Regions from separate parts of the Hordeum vulgare genome. Here region 1 is linked to region 2. The links are chromatin contacts, called in public Hi-C maps. All regions are on one chromosome and are shown on one strand. The core of a region is the stretch at or near the end of the contact, and the rest is flanking DNA. Distances in the headings are between cores, read along the strand shown. Region 1 holds the start of LOC123409774 (squamosa promoter-binding-like protein 15). Region 2 holds the start of LOC123407509.

Evidence for each region. A called contact is a pair of places that touch in the nucleus more often than the background predicts.
Region 1: a Hi-C map of seedling shows a contact between it and region 2, with 4 times the contacts expected there. The contact joins the promoter of LOC123409774 here to the promoter of LOC123407509 in region 2. A contact is called at or near these places in 2 of 6 Hi-C or Micro-C datasets (leaf and seedling).

Annotation. Positions count from the first base shown.
Region 1 is chr7H:183,008,626-183,011,332 of MorexV3_pseudomolecules_assembly, reverse strand. It overlaps LOC123409774 (squamosa promoter-binding-like protein 15), which reads right to left and starts at 1,305. Exons shown (of 11, transcript XM_045102643.1): 1 at 1,042-1,305; 2 at 182-942. The coding sequence starts at 891. LOC123409775 reads right to left here. Exons shown (of 2, transcript XM_045102645.1): 2 at 1,346-1,835. The coding sequence starts at 1,825. The coding sequence ends at 1,346.
Region 2 is chr7H:182,254,983-182,257,682 of MorexV3_pseudomolecules_assembly, reverse strand. It overlaps LOC123407509, which reads right to left and starts at 1,402. Exons shown (of 3, transcript XM_045100657.1): 1 at 988-1,402; 2 at 1-5. The coding sequence starts at 1,392.

The DNA.
Region 1 (2,707 bases), core at 56-2,555, 750 kb before region 2:
ATACAGTATGAAACTAGATAAACACTGCCATCATTGGATAGAGAAACCATTTCTATGGCCCAATACACAAACTAAGAAACCATTCAAATCATGAGGAGACATAAATCCCTAAAGGTGGCATCATAACAAAGAATCATGCCACTGAAATTTTTGAGGAGGTGTTTGCAGGCACGATCATTACCTACTACACTGCTGGCAGAAGCGCTGCATCTGGTTGGCAACTACCGCCTTGGTTGTCTTGCTGTGGATCTCACACACCTTGTGCCTCCGGTGATAATCCTTGGCGCTGGTGAGATCCGCGCGGCAGTCATCCACCTGGCACATGGGATAGCTCCCGCCTCCGCTTGCGCTCCCTCCGGCACCGCCGCCGCCACCTCCTCCAGAAGCAGTTCCGGGCGATCCAGACCGAACCCTCTTGCTAGGCCTAGCAGCCTGCTCCTGCGACGTCCGTGCAGGCGGAGAAGGCGAAGAAGACATGGTAGTTGTCGGGCTCACATCCATCGCCATCGATGCCTCCTCCCGCAGGTTCAGCTGAAGGCTCAGGTCACCGGCACCTCCGCGCCCCTGCCGCTGCGCCTCGGCAGCCGTCGCCGGCGGCGGCGGCGGCGGCGGCTGCTGGTGGTGGTGTTGGTGGTGGTTCAGGCCGCCGCCGAGGCGGAGCGCGTCGGAGGACGGCCTGGCGGTGAAGGCGCGGCTGTCCCAGTCCCACATGCTGGGGTTCCAGTTCCCTCCGGCGGCGGCGCCGGCCCCCATCGCGGCGTTCTCCGGCGGGTCCGCGGCGGGCCACGGGGTCCCGCGCTTCCTGGCCGCCGCCGCCGCATGGGGAGGCAGCGGCTGGATCTGGTGCAGGTACAGCGGGGAGGCCACCTGCGGCCCCACCTCCCTCTGCATCACCCGCGGTCCTGCGCTTCCTAGCACACCCGGCTGGCTGTCCCTTCGGATCTGCGCCAGCCCAGCACCGCGGCACGGATCAAAACCGACGATCGCCGACGAGCGGGAGCGGGGGATTCGATCGGAGCAGTTGGTTTGTTAGTCAGTTACCTTTGCGCGCACGGAAGCTCGGCGAAGTCCCGGAAGAAAACCGCCTCACCTCATCTCGCCCCCGCGGGGAGAAAACGGACGCGGGGCGTGGGCAGCAGCCCGGAGAAATGGCGGAAACGGCGGGCGGGACGCGAGAGCGCGGCGCTGGCGAGAGGCGTGAGGGGTGAGGGAGGGGGTCGGGGGAGACGAAGACCGAGTGTGGGTGGGAGGGGGGAGGAATCGGGGCGAGGCGAAGAGACGGGACGGGTGGGAGGGAGGGCGAGCGCAGCTGCGCACGGGGTTCGGGTTGGGATTAGCTGCTCAACTAGCGTAGCGTGTAGCGGGCGAGGGAGGGTTCGCGTGGCGTGGCGTGGCGTGGCGTGGCAATGGGCGCGTAATTGGGGAGGCGGGGCAGGGGCGAGAGGGAAAGAACGCGCGGGGGTGGGTGGTGGCGCCCCGCCGTCCCACGCCGCGGGCCGTACGGGCGGGTCTGGCTGGCTGGGGGCGAGCGAGGCCGCATCGCGGGAGTTGGCGATAGGCACGGGTGCAGTGGCGCTGGTAGTACGACTGATGCTGCTGGCCCTCTGCTCTCGGGGGCGGGGCCTGTCAAACCGCACCACCACTCGTACTCGTACCGCGGCGTCCGTGCCGCGGTGCGGGTGCGTCCCCCCTTGCCCCCTGCCCGCTCCTCTCGGGTCGCTTTGCCTGCTGGTGCCGGTACGTCGCAGTGGCTGGCTGCCTGGCCTGCCTCGTATCCTCTGCGCGAACGGGCCTCCCCGGACGGTACTACGTCCTGCTTCATCATTGTACTTGGCCTGACACGTGTAGTACGAGTACGCAAATATATATTTTTATAAATACCAAAAAATGTAGCTGTACTATTTAGTTGGAACAAGAACACCCTATGCAGGAAGTCATTCAACTTTACTTTATTTTATTTAAAAAATAGTATGACTTTTGAACCGAGCCTTACAACAACTATCCGTTTTTACGGTTGTGTTTCTTACGACGAGCTCTTCAAAACTAGATCACATATGGATAAATTTTAATATTTTTTTAAACAACTATGGGATGATATTTAGGCAACTTTAGTGCTAAAGAAAAGCAACTTCTTATTAGTGTGCGTAGTATGATCGCTTATCAACGAAAAATCCTTCAAAATTATATATCATGACTAGAAGGTTAAAAAATAACTTCACCCTTTAGCAACCACATGGCAAATGTGGTCAGCTATCAAATTGAAATGGTTAAATTATGCGTTGGATATGCATTCTCGGCTCCGCATGCGTTGGATGTCCATTAATTTTTGTATGAAAAAATTCAACTATAACTATCAAACCGCGTGTCGAAATTATGATATACTTTCATCATTGGGTTCCTCGCGACGAACTCTTTAAAAATAGATCCCATATGAATATGTTTTGAAGAATTTTTTCAGAAGCAACTTCGATGCTATATGAGGCAACTTTAGTATTAAACAGAAGCAACTTTGATGCTAGATGAATTGCATCGTGTGTATACACATGAGTTGCTTGTTGAAATGCACTCGAGTTGCGCAAAAAACACGCTAAAAGTTGCTAACTTTTTTGTGATACTAGTGTGCAATTATGGCAACTATTCACAAATAGCACGCAAGTGAGCATTAATGGCAGGCAACTGAACATCAGTCGTAGGCAATTGACCATCA
Region 2 (2,700 bases), core at 153-2,652:
CGTTCCTGTGGAAAAAAAAAAAAGCCATATAACATTTTCAACAGAGTGGAGAGAAAAATCGCCAGATTAAACTTGATAAATTAAAAGGGGAAGCTTGAAATAAGATAAAACTGCAACAGTTTGCAGTGATTGGGAGCATTCCCTGGATGTGCAACCAAAGGCATACGTGGATGAAATAGAGAAAACAGCATACCACTATATATCAAAGAAAGATTCAGATAAAGAAGAAGTAATAGCTGCTTATCAGGATATGATACATTTGTAACTGAAGAACATTTTGTTCTTTTGCTTCTTAAACCACACTTTTAAAATTTAAATGGAACAAGTGACCGTTTCAAAAAACGGCAACACACAGCACGTGACAATTCAGATTATCATTTCCAATATGGTCGATGCAAGAGCTGAACATAGCCGTTCCACCTTTATAAGAGCATGGCCATTTATTCGCTCTACGTAGTTTCTAGTTTGCCACCTTCCTGCCTGGTTCTTCACAGGTATCCCATCTAATAATATGCCATGAACGAGGCATTTAATAAAATACATCGTCACATTATTCTTGCTGGAAGGCAGAACATATTCAGATTCACAATCTTAGATCTACAAGCAACAATAGCTCAACCAAGTAAAATATAATGGCAGCGCTCAAGTCAACACACTAGCGGCTTGTAGTTTCAGTGGTGTTTCCTCTTTTTGTGTGGGGAATTTCAGTGGCGTTTCCTATAGGTGAGGTTGGGAGGAAAAAAGAAGTTGCCAATTTTAGCCACAGTCCCTACCGAAAGCAAGACAGCTGCATCAAACCAGCGCACAGTTCCTAGTAATAATCAGAAAGTTCTTGATACCAGCACCTATACACGCATTTCGACAAAATTAACTAAGCGGGGGACTGCAACCTACCGCGATCTCATCCGAGAAAGCGACATGTCCAGACTGATCCATCCAATAGAAGACAATCACAGGGGTAATAAGAATTAGCAAGGAGAAATCAACCTGCTGCTCCTTCTGGAGCTGGCGCGCGGGTTGGACCCATAGGTAGTAGGCGAGGGTCCCGGCGACGGCCCAGGAGGCGACGTTGGTCCACCCGCGGACGCCGCCCAGAGCGTTCCCCACGAACGAGCGGGCGCTCCCGACCCTCCGGCTCCACCCCTTCGCCGGCACCATATCCAACGCTCTCCGAGACCCTCCCCGGCGGGAGGCGGCCTCTCCCCGACCGCTTTCTCCTGCGTCGCCGCCGACTCTCCCGAATCTCCGACCCCTCTCGATCGCCTCTGTGTCTCGTATTGGTCCGCAAGAAAGGGAACGGAATGCTGCTACTGCACGATGTAACAGTCGTTGAGTGGACGGCCCATTTGATCCACGGGAAATGTCCACGATCCGCCCAACTCGAGGGCACATACTGGCCCAATCCCATGGTGCAATGCCACAAAGTCATAATACTTAGTCTGAAATCACTTAAGAAGTACTCCTTTCAAAAAGATCACTTTCACCTTTCCAAATTATGACAAATAGCATATTGTATGTGTACCACTTGTTGCAACCTAAAAGTTTTTTTTATTTTTACATAGATATGTATTTTCAAAACGTTTTATCTCTTAAATTATGCCTTCAAATCTCGAATCATTTTCATCATTGGATTTTTCGCGTTAAGATCTTTAAAACTAGATCCCATGTTGATAGGTTTTGATAAAAAATATTTTCATAAAAAAAATTGAACAAAAAACCGATAGAAAAAACCATGCCTCGCGCGGTAAAAAGAGAAAACGTGTTTTTCGTTTCCGAGAGGCCTCTCACGGAAGCAAAATTGTGTCTTTCGCAAAAGAAAATATGTGCCTCTCATGAAACAAAAGAAAAACAGAAAATGTGTTTTTTTTCGTTTTTGAAAGGAACGACCGTGCCTCTCGCGAAAGGAAATCTATGCCTCTCGCAGAAGCAAAACCGTGTCTCTCGCGAAAAAAATAGAAAATGTTTTTTTAGAAGCACGATCGTGCCTCTAGCGGAAGCAAAATCGTGCCTCTCGCGAAAGAAAAAAACATAAAATGCTTTTTTTCGAGAGGCACGGTCGTGCCTCTCGCGGAAGCAAAACCGTGTCTTTAACGGAATAAAAAACAGATTTTTTTCGTCTCCGAGAGGCACGGTCGTGCCTCTCGCGGAAACAAAACTGTAACTCTCACAAAGGAAAAAAATATATAAAATATGTTTATTTGTTTTTGAGAGGTGCAAGCGTGCCTCTCACGGAAGCAGATCCATGGCTTTGATGCAAAACTGTGCTTATTCGAAAAGGAAAACAAAACACGTTTTTTCACGCAAAAAAAAGATTTGAATTTTTTTCATCCAAAAGCTAAGAAAGGCTGGTGAAAACTAGAAAAACGAAAAAATAGAAAAATCCACCTAAAAAACCAAAAACGCGTATGGAAAATGAATAAAATAATAAAATTTAAAGAAAATGCATACAACGTGACACGTGGCAGTGGCTGAGAACCACCAAGTGGCTACGCGTCAGAGCGATAGTTGGGAAGCTCCGGAAGGAGCGCTCACCAACTAGTTGCTCTTTCCTTAGCCCCACACAATCAACGTCAGGGGCCCCTATGTCTTGCCTTCAACGACTGGGGAGGAACCCCTCCTTTGAAGGGAGACCCAAATGGACTGGACCACCAACACGGAAGGCCCAAACCTTCTTTTTTCGTATATTTAAGTTTTTGTTTC